2 separate regions of the Ovis aries genome follow, and region 2 is linked to region 1. A link is a contact called in public Hi-C data. All regions are on one chromosome and are shown on one strand. The core of a region is the stretch at or near the end of the contact, and the rest is flanking DNA. Distances in the headings are between cores, read along the strand shown.

The links. A called contact is a pair of places that touch in the nucleus more often than the background predicts.
Region 2: a contact with region 1 is called in a Hi-C map of hypothalamus, with 2.3 times the contacts expected there. The contact joins the promoter of ZNF768 here to the promoter of LOC101103208 in region 1. A contact is called at or near these places in 2 of 16 Hi-C or Micro-C datasets (hypothalamus and tail adipose tissue).

The regions. Positions count from the first base shown.
Region 1 is chr24:27,060,936-27,066,060 of ARS-UI_Ramb_v3.0, forward strand. It overlaps LOC101103208 (sesquipedalian-1-like), which reads left to right and starts at 3,197. Exons shown (of 2, transcript XM_015104168.3): 1 at 3,197-3,281; 2 at 3,555-4,358. The coding sequence starts at 3,579. The coding sequence ends at 4,199. CD2BP2 (CD2 cytoplasmic tail binding protein 2) reads right to left here and starts at 2,631. Exons shown (of 7, transcript XM_060406252.1): 1 at 2,563-2,631; 2 at 1,908-2,007; 3 at 1,538-1,676; 4 at 1,255-1,412; 5 at 735-1,170; 6 at 546-652. The coding sequence starts at 1,982. It overlaps TBC1D10B (TBC1 domain family member 10B), which reads right to left. Exons shown (of 9, transcript XM_027961841.3): 9 at 4,349-5,125.
Region 2 is chr24:27,230,294-27,235,418 of ARS-UI_Ramb_v3.0, forward strand. It overlaps ZNF768 (zinc finger protein 768), which reads right to left and starts at 1,976. Exons shown (of 2, transcript XM_015104171.3): 1 at 1,523-1,976; 2 at 1-1,231. The coding sequence starts at 1,610.

The sequences.
Region 1 (5,125 bases), core at 1,947-4,446:
CTCCGGATTGGGAGGCCACAGGACACCTCACAGGCCCGGCCCTGCCCCAAGGAACGGGAAACAAAGGTGAGGTGGTTCGAGGGACCAGAGAGAAACTCCCAAGGAGGAAATTCACAAGAGGAAACGCTAAGGGCAAGAACAAGTCCAAAGGGACCTGGAAGAGGTTCCCAGCTCCACCTTCTGGCCATCAGCACAGCCAAGGCCCCTAATACACAACTAAAGGCTTTTATTGGGAAAAGGAAGTTGACTGAAAAGTGGCCCCCAACATTTTCACTGCCTGAGGCAGCCAGGGCCTCCTCCACAGAGTCCAGCAAAGAAGGGACCACCAAACTGGGCCCTCAGGAGGCTCAGGTGTAGAGGTCAAAGTCAATCCGTTTGGAGTTGTAGAACTGGCCACCCGGGGGGTCCAGCTTCCGGCAATAAACGCCATCTGGGAAGTAGCCTTCGTTCACCCAGGTCTGCAGGAAGAGAGGGCAGAGCTAGGAGAGGACTGATGGGGTGGGGGGAGGGAAAGAAGAGGCACAGCAAAGTAGAGAGAAGCTTACCTGCATCTGGGTGCTGGTGAAGGGCCCGTACAGCTCAGCATCCCCTGTGTTCTCCCACTTATATTCCCACATCACGTCCGCAAGACCATCTCCAGGTGACTCTGCTTCTAAAATAATAGGCCAAGTCATTTGGGCCTCCAGTGGCCTGCCCCCTGCCCACAACCCCCCTCCTCTGCCCTTCAACCTTACCTTCCCTCTGGGCAGGGGTTGGGGTCTCCAGCTCCCTCTCTGTCACTTCCTCAGCAAACATGTCCAGGGAGGGGGGCGGTGTGGGGTCACGGGGTCCCTGGGTCTGGCACGCCAACCCCTTCAGTCGCATGGCCAACCGTTCCCTTGTCTCCTGATACACTCCCAGGTTGCCCTGGGCCACCATCTGGTCAGCCAAGCCGGAGAGCCGGTCGAGGCGCTGGGGGGAACTGGGCCGCCCGGGCCCCTTGCTGCCTTCTTTGCTTCCCCCTCGGGCTCCCAGACGCCTCAGTGCCCCAGCCACTGTCTCTCTTGGCAACATCAGTTCCAGAAGGCCCTCCAGGAGGGCTTGGGTGCTCATTGGTGTCTGGCCCAGGCTGTCCTCCTCCTCTGAGTCTGATGGCGGCCGCTGATCAGGTGGCCGCTCCCTGATCTTTACCTGTAATGGGAAAACAGGAAGGTTTTATTTCTGACAAACTGCCAGCAAGGCCCAAGCCCAGCCATGCTAATCTCCGGGCCTCACCCAATCAATGTTATCCAGCCAGCTGTCTCGGATTTGAGCATCCCGGTTCAGGAAATAGTTGCCGTCTGCATCAAAGTGGCCTTCCTCCATCTCTTCCTGCAAGTTGAAGGGTGTGATCCGCACACCTCCCTCACTGGGGAGCGTGGCTGCTTCCTGACCTGTACCCAGACAGACACAAGAATCCCATGCTAGGCATGCAAGAGACAGGAGCCTCCCGTCCTCCACGGTCCCAGAGGTCCCTATTTGTTCCCCCAGCAAAAAGTCAATTCTTGGTACAGCTCACCTTCCACATCCTCTGAGGCCAAGATGTCATATTTGCTGGACCCTTCCTCCTCCTCCTCCTCCTCCTCATCGCTGTCCAAAGAGTGTTTGCCTTTGAAGCGGCTCCCGGGACCCCCTACCCCAGCTACAGGGTCCACCAACTGTGGGCAGGAGACAGAAGTTAAGAAAGAAGCAAGTTACTGGCTATGACCCCAAATACTCTAGGATCTACACTCAAACTGAAAATCTTGCAAAACCACATCTCAGAAATACGCGGAAAAGCTGACCCTTTCCATCCTTTCTTTGTCCCTCCAGATCTCTCATCTGGCTTCTAATTTATTTTTTTTCTCCCTTCACACCGCCACAGAACAGAGGAGTCTGGCCCCCCTCACCTTTTTCTTGGGGACACTGATTTCATCCTCGTCATCATCTCCCACGCCTTGGAAGGTCACTTTCCTCTTTGGCATGACTGGACAGAAGGGCTTTTCCAAACTGAGCAGAGGGAAAGGGTGCAGATTAAGGGAACTGGGTGAGGAGGCAACTCCCCGCGAGGGGGCCCCCTGCACAACAGATCTTTTACTTGGCGGGTACTAGATCCACTTTGGGAAGGGAGTACAGAATCAGGAGCCGAAAGGCGAGCTGGTAGTCCAGAACCCGCCCCTCCCCCCGCCCCTCCCGGGACTTGGCTTAGCATCTAAAAGAGCCGCTGGTGCGGAGACGCAAGAGCGGACGGGCGGAGGAGCTCCTACGGGCACCCCCACCCTTGACAAGAGGAGACGGGCTCCCCCACGTGACCACCCTTATTCCAGGCCCCAGCAGTGCTGGGCGCGATGTGCTTCGCGGGTAAACACCCGCTCCACCACCCCCAGCTTCCTCGGAACCCGAGGGGCCCCGGCAGACCCAGGACCTAGCGCCCTGGCAGCCCCGCTCCTCCCTGCGCCGAACTCCCAACTCCGCGGGGTGACTCCCAACTGTCTTGGGCTGTGTACAAATTAGAAAGGCGGCAGGGCCACGGGGACACCAGCAGTCCCGCCGGCACGCGCTCACCTAAGGATCCAGGAAAGGTGGGGGAAGAAAGGGAGAGAGGGTTTCACCAGGGCTACATCCGGGCCACCCGCCCGCCACCACCCGGAAGAGAACTGCGGAAGGCGGCGGGGAAAGCCGGAAGTGGCTTCACTCGGGTTAGATGAACAACTGAAGGAGCGGGCGGAAGTACGCGCCGCGCGGGGAGAGACGCCCCCTCCCAGAAGTGACGCGAGCCGTGTGGGGTGACTATGGTGAGAAGAGGGGACATTTGAACGCCTAGACCCTGATCGGACGAGGATGGCCGGAAGTGATCTCGGTTTCCTCCTACAACACTAGAGGCTCTGAGGAGAAAGGGGCGCCCAGGTTCACGATGGAGGAACAAAGTCCCAGCAGGGCCGGTGGGTTCCTGCCCTAGTTTTCTCTTTCCCGGGTTGTCTCCTTTTCCCCACGGCTGGTTCTGCGCCCTTCATCATCTCATTAGAAATCCTGCCTTCCTACTCTTGGCGTCCAGTTGTCCGCCCTTTGCTAGTCCGAGGTGTAGCCTTGCTGTTGTCCCAGAGGTTCTCCTGGGACTTTCCGAACCCAGCTCCTTTTAGGACCCAGGGGAAGTCTAAAATCAGCCGCCTCCTATCCCCTGGCCAAGTTCCTGGTTTCTGAGGTGGGAAGAGTCAAATAGGAGAGGTGGCAGTGGCACCTGTTCCCAGTACCGAGGCCTGAAGTCCCTTGTGCCCTCATCTCAGGTAGGCCTGGGAAAGGGCCGTAGTGGATATCCGCCAACCCCACCCCCAAACAGGACCCCAGCACTACAGTCCTGCCCAGGTTTTGTAATTTGGCCCAAGGGGCAGAGCTGAGGTTGGGAGGTGGGTGGAAGGTCCTTCTTGAAAACTCAAGTTTGAATCCCTCTAGACCAAGACCAAGACAGTGCCCAGAAAGAGCCTGCTGGAACCAGAGGAGGGCAGTGCTGGGGTACTCCGGATCACCAAATGCCCCACTCCTCCTTTCTCCACTCCTAGGGTTTCTTCCCACAGTGGGCTACCATGAAACTGCACCGAAAGTCCGTGCTCCGTTTCTTCCGTGGGTACAGAACACAGGCTCCAGACCGGGAGGGCATCCTGCTAAAGAAGGGGGCCCGAAATACCAGTTATCAGCGCCGCTGGTTCATCCTGCGAGGAAACCTCCTCTTCTACCTGGAACACCAGGCTGACCACACACCCCTGGGTCTCATCCTATTAGAGAACTGCCAGGTGGAGCCACGCCTTGGAGCCACAGAACCTTATGCCTTTACCATTCGGACTCCAGGGGGAGATGGTGGGCGGGCCTACAGGCTGGCAGCAGAAAACCGGGAGGAGCTGAGAGCCTGGCTGTGGGCGTTGGCCGGAGCCACCTGGACGCGGCTGGCTGAGCTGCTACGCCCCCTGGAGGCCCAGTACCGGGAGCTGTGCCAGGCAGCTGGCCAAGAGCCCGGCTCACCCCCAGAGGACTGTGGCTCCCCAGCCACCCCCAGGACCCTCTTCAGCTTCCAGGAGTTGCACGAGCACTTTGGAAAGGAGATCCGGATGCTGCAGGCTGTCCACAGACAGTTCCAGGAGGCCAGTGACAACGGAGGCAGCAGATCCCCAGCAGGTGGAGGTGAAGCAGGAACGCAACAACTGTGTTGATGAGTGACTAATAGACTAAAGACCCAAAGGTATCTGCCAAGTCCAGTCAACAGCTTCCAGAGACACCCAGATCCTTGCTAACTCATCACTCCCTCCCTCCTTGTCCTTACTTTAACCCCACTCATCAAATAACAAGGCAAAAGACAGGCCCAGGTACAACAGCAGGTTCTTTTCCGGTTCCTCAAAGCGGCCGAACAGGGTGGGGGCAGAGACAGAAGAACATGTAAACATTGGGTTCCACCCCCTGGGGCTCAGGGGAAGACCCTTACCCAGGAAGGGGCTGGAGGGTTGGAAGGGACAAAGTGAAAGGCAGGGGCCCTGGTCAGATAAAGCAGGGGAGGCCTGAGAATACAGAGAAAGGTGGGTGAAGAGGAAGGAGAGCAAGGAGGGTGGTGGTGGGAGGTGGGAGACATTTCCTGTTCCAGTGCGTGTCCCCTTAAATAAACTAGAGTGCAAGAACACTGAGGAGGGAGAACCAGAGAACAGAAGATGGAGTGAACACCCCCACCCGGGGCCCACCAGGTCCTCTGTACATAATTACAACACAGAGATGTCCAGAAGGAGAGCAAGAAGAGCCTGGGCCCCCAACCAGGAACTGGGGGAAGACAGGCAGGACTGAAGGGGGTAAAGGAACCCAGCTTCACTTCACGGGTAAGGGGAGTGACTGGAGTGTAAGAATCTGAAAACTGCTGACTCCCACTGCCACAGGTCACCCCTGCGGTGACCAAAGGCCAATCAGGAGAGTGGCACCTGGGAAGGGACCCCAGTTGGGCCGAGCTGGAGGTGAGGTGTCCACTGCTTCCCCAGGGAAATGCAGCTGCCCCCCGTTCTGACTGTCCTGGCCACGTGGGGATCAGCGGCTGGCACGGAGACGGGGAACAAGCCACTTTCCTCAAAAAGAGGGACAGCCTGCCAAGGGCGGGCTG
Region 2 (5,125 bases), core at 726-3,225, 170 kb after region 1:
TGGGGGATAAGTGCCGAGCGCTGGGAGAAGCTCTTGCCGCAGATGCCACAGCTGAAGGGCCTCTGCCCAGTGTGCACCCTCTGGTGACTACGCAGGGAGGAGTTCTGGCTGTAGCACTTGCCACACTCGGGGCAGCTGTAGGGCCGCTCGTGGCTGTGAGTGCGCTGGTGCCGCAGGAGGTAGGAGCTGTCGCCGAAGGCCTTGCCGCAGTGTGGGCACTTGTAGGGCTTCTGACCAGAGTGGGTGCGCTGGTGGCGAAGCAGGTAAGAGCTGTCAGCGAAGGCCTTGCCGCAACGGGGACACTTGTAGGGCCGCTCGCCCGTGTGGGTGCGCTGGTGTTTGATGAGGTCAGAGCTCTGGGAGAAGGCCTTGCTACAGACCTCACATTTATAGGGTTTTTCACCCGTGTGGATGCGCTGGTGCTGGATGAGGGTGGAGCCCCGCCCGAAGCTCTTCCCACAGATGCCGCAGATGTTGGGCCTTGGGCCCTGCCCACCCCTGGCCCGGCCACCCCGGCGGCCTGGACCACGAAGGGTCCCCGTGAGGCCCAGGGGATTCTGGAGCATCTCAAACTGGGGTGGAGCCAGCAGGGCCCCCGTGGGCATCTCAAATGGGGGCCCTAGGGGCATGCCCCCTGAAGGCTGTTCCCCAAACCCCTGGGTGAAGGCGTCCAAGGGGTGGACTCCCAAGGGGATGCTCAAGGGATTCTTTTCCTCAGGATTCAGAAGAATTTCTGCACCTTCCTGGAATTTGGAACTTTCAGCTTCAAACTCGGGGCTTTGGGTTTTGAACTCCGGATTCTGGGGTTCATACCCTGGGCTCTGGGGTTCATACCTGGGACTCTGAGATTCATATCCAGGGCTCCGGGGTTCATACCCAGGGCTCTTGGGTTCATACCCAGGGCTCCGGGGTTCATACCCAGGGCTCTTGGGTTCATACCCAGGGCTTTGGGGCTCATACCTAGGGCTCTGAGGTTCAAAATCGGGGCTCTGAGAATCTGATTCAGGGCTTCTGGGTGCAAATTCTGGGCTTGGGGGCACAAACCCAGGGCTTCGGGACTCAAAACCTGGGCTTTCAGGCTCAAACCTGGGGCTTTGGGGTTCAAACTCTGGGCTTTGTGGCCCAAAACCAGGGCTCTGGGGTTCAAGCCCAAAAGATATCTCTTCGACCTCATAGTCCCCAGTGCCTTCTTGCTGAGAAATTTCCTCTTCCTCATTCTCACTCATGTTGCCTGCAGGATCAGAGAATTACAAAAAACCCAGATTGTGTGGGACCTGGAAGGTTACTGGGTCCCATCATTAATTGACACAAACCTTTCCCTCCTCCTCAATCAGGGTCGCTGGCCCTTAGGCAAGTGCTGAAATTCCCACCTCCCCCTCAGCAAACCCAGGCCACCAGGTCCCCAACCCCGCCTCCTCCAAGTCCCAGGTGTCCAAGCCCCCTGCTTTCTTCCCCTCCCACCCACCACAGCCCCCACTCCCGCTCCCAGGCACACTTCTCGGAGGGGCGCTCCCTCCCTCACCTTTGAGGGACCCTTCAGGGCTCCCCATTTCATCAGGACTTTGCATATCTCGGGGCTCGAGGCCCCACGGCGACGCCTCCCGTTCCATCCCCGCCGACTCCCAGTGCGGCGGCGGGGGCGATGGTGGACGATCCTGCGACTCGGTCTGAGTGCCCCAAGACCTGAGCCCTCGCCGCCCGCCCGCTCAGCGCCGGCCAGGAGACCCGGCTGTCCAGCCCCGGCCCCTGAGGCCGGACGTCTTGACCCTGGGCCTCTCCGGCCCGCCGGGCCCCTCCCCTACCCGCGGCCCCGCCCCCACCCACAAGGTCTCGGCTTGCCCTGGGGTCCTCGCAGGCCCCCAAGCGTCGTGGCCTCGGAGGTGAAGGGCTTCACGACTCGCCTTGCTGCCCCCCGATACCGCTCCCCACCCGAGACCCCGTCGTCTGGCCTCCCAGCCCCCGGCTGGGCTGCGGCTGGCCGACCCCCTCCCCTCCGCACAGGAAGTGTCCGTCCGCGGCCAGTTTCCCCCGCCGGCTAGCTTCGCGGCCTCTCTAGGAGCGGCTGGAGGTGGAAACTCGTTGGCATTAACCCTGGGCAGGATGGCCCCGGCGTCGAGGTAGGGGGAAGACTGGCCGCCCTGGAGCCCGCGGGAGAGGCTGGGGCAGTTTATGTGCCTATGTCGTAGGTCTCTGTCCGCCCGAGGGCCTATCTGTCCGTCTCCAGGGCCCTGCGTCCGTCAGTGCCTGTGGCCAAGGGCGAGGCAACGAGAGAGACCAAGGTCAGCGAGAAGGAGCGACGCTTCCCGGCGCCAGCGGGGGCGGTGTCTAGCTCCTCTCCCCTCCCGGGCCTTGGGGTCAGTTCTGGCCGCGTCTCGGGAGCCTGGACAGACCTCCCGTTACCCTCACCCCTGACTTAGGCTCATCGAGGCACCTGAGTCCGGGACGCCCCTCTTCGAACTCCACTCCCCTATACGGGCGCTCCCGCCCTCACTCCTCCTGGTCCCCCCCGCCCCCCGCACCTCGCTGCTTCTCCTAATCACCCTTCCCCCGCTCTGGGAGGGCTAGGATCGTTGCCAAGGAAACAGCCCCGCCTCCAGCTTCCAGAGGCACCGCCCGTCCCTCCCAGGGAGCTCCGCGATTGGTTGGTGGAGCTCGTGCTCTCACCATCCCGCCTCTTACCACTACACCAACTATTAAGCGTTAAGGGTCGCCAGGGACCGCGAGGCACCTTTCTGATTGGTTGCAGGGTGCGCAGGCCGGTTCCACCTTCTCCGTGCTCCAAAAGTGCCCCCGGGAGGAATGCGAGGGAGGTCCTGGCGTCTCTCGTCTTCTCTGACCTGTACTTTGAGGGCTTTTCCCGCCCTCATTTACCCTTCATTAAAGTTTATCTTTCTGAAGAATGAAAGACAGGGATTTGAGGACAGACACCCTTGGCTCCTCTCTCTCCCTTTCCCAGCAGTTTTCTTTTTCTCATAGGTTCCAGGTTCCCAAAGGGGCCAGTCCGAGCAGAGGAGGTTGGGTTGGGGGGATCCTGCTGCAGAAAGAAGGTTGCTTCCTTTTCTGTTACCCTGCTTCTCCCCCCATCCTGCTCCGAAGCCTGAGTTTAACTCAGTCCCTTGGAGCTTTAGTCCCTGGTTCCTGGATTTTCTCACTGGGAGGCAAGGATCCTATGAAAATTCCTTCAGGTGAGGGTAATAGAGTTCAGGAGGGGAAGTGGATAGAGAACCATCTGGCCTTTAAGGCAGTTAAGAATTTTCCACTCCTGTCTGACTTGGATAGAGGCTTCTAGAGAAAGGGAACATGAGAAACGTAGGTGCAGCTTTGAATCAAAGGAAAAGTGATCCTGGAAAGACAACTGAATAGAATCCAATTCTTGACCTTTTTCTACCCTTGCTGCTAAAACTAGTGTTCTTGACAACCAATGAACCAAATTCTCCCTTTGTGAATGATGCAGGAGCCATAGATTGTTCTCCTGTCGCCTACTCAGATGAAGGAAGGAAACTGGTTGAGAGAAAAGATGACATCTTCCATTCTCCTGAAAAGCGATGAGAACAAGAATTTGGAGAATTGCAAATGGGCAAAGGCTGGAGAGAAACAGTTCTCAGTAGAGGCTTACAAACAATCACAGACAGACACCTTCCTACTAATAAAGCAGAAGTCCTTTTCTGCCCTCCAAAGGATCAGCTTCCAGCTCCATACCTCTCTCCCATCACAGGGTCCAGCACTAGAGGGTCCACAGGCAGAAGAGCCTACAAGTGCAGTGATTATGGGAAGAGTGGGACCTGGGGCATCTTCTGATCATTGCCAAAGCACACAAAGGACCTTCCCGAGACACTTCTCTTTGACCTCCAACCTTCTTACCTACCAGGAAATTCATACCAGAGAGCAGCTGTCCCCTGCAAAGTGTATAGTAAGCCCTCCAGCCCCATCTCTGACGTGGTCCACTGCCTGGACTCTTCATAGCACAAGCCTCAAGCCCCATGAGTAGCAGGTGTGGGGCCAGGGCTTCATTCGGCTCTGGCACCAGTATTTCCACGTGGAAATTCAGTCTGTTAGTACATGACCGACTGCCAGGCAGCCTCCTCCAGCACCTGTCCTCTCTCATCAGTGGGCCTTCAAGAGGCAGCCAGCCTCTGCCTGCCACACGCCCATAGCAGTGACAGGCTAGGACAGGTAAGCCTCTGATGAGGGTTCCAACTTGACCCTGAGTGTGTGTGTCCTGAGTTGGGCAACCACTTTATCCACAGAATCATCCCGTGATGTGCAGCAGCACCGGGGCAGAGCCTTGGTTTATGGTGGCTTGGCCCACATTCAAGGTAGGTTCTCAGTGTGAGAGAGGCACCTCTGTGATCTGCTTCCTCCCTGCATGCAACGGACCAACCCTCTGAAAGGCCTTCTGGGGCTTCCCTGGTGGTGCCATGGTTAGGAATCTGCCTGCCAATGCAGGGGACATGGGTTCGAACCCTGGTCCAGGAAGATCATGTGCTGAGGAGCACCTAAATCTGTGCCACAACTACTGAAGCCCAGGTGCCCTAGAGCCCATGTTCTGCAACAAGAAGCAATGAGAAGCCCACACATGGCAACGAAGAGTAGCCCCCACTTGCTGCAACTAGGGAAAGTCTCTGCATAGCAACAAAGCCCCAGTGCAGCCACATATAAATAATAGTCAAATAATAGTCAAAAGAAGAAAAAAAAAACCTTAAAAAAATAAGTAAAAGTCCTTCTGTCAGATGCTACAAGCGATGTCCTAGTATATTCAAGATTTAAGGTACCCAGGAAAAGACCAGTCATGGCACAGGCCCTTTTGGGAAGAACAAAGGAAATGGGAATCTGTGTGTATGGCAAGGTCATCGGCTGGCCTGACACATTCGGAACATGCCCAGAGACCAACCCCTACACTTGTAAAGCTAAGAGCAGCCAGAAAAATAAGTTTTCTGTTCAGAGCAGTCGTCCTCTCAAACTTTAGCAGGCATAAGATTCCATCCCTGGAAATACTGATTCAACAGACTAGGGACAGGGCTCAGGGAGACAGCTGCTTCTGAAAAGATACTACATATAATTCTGCGGCTGAAAGGCCTTACTTTGAAAAGTACTGGTCTGGGGCAGATTTCAGCCTCTGAATCAT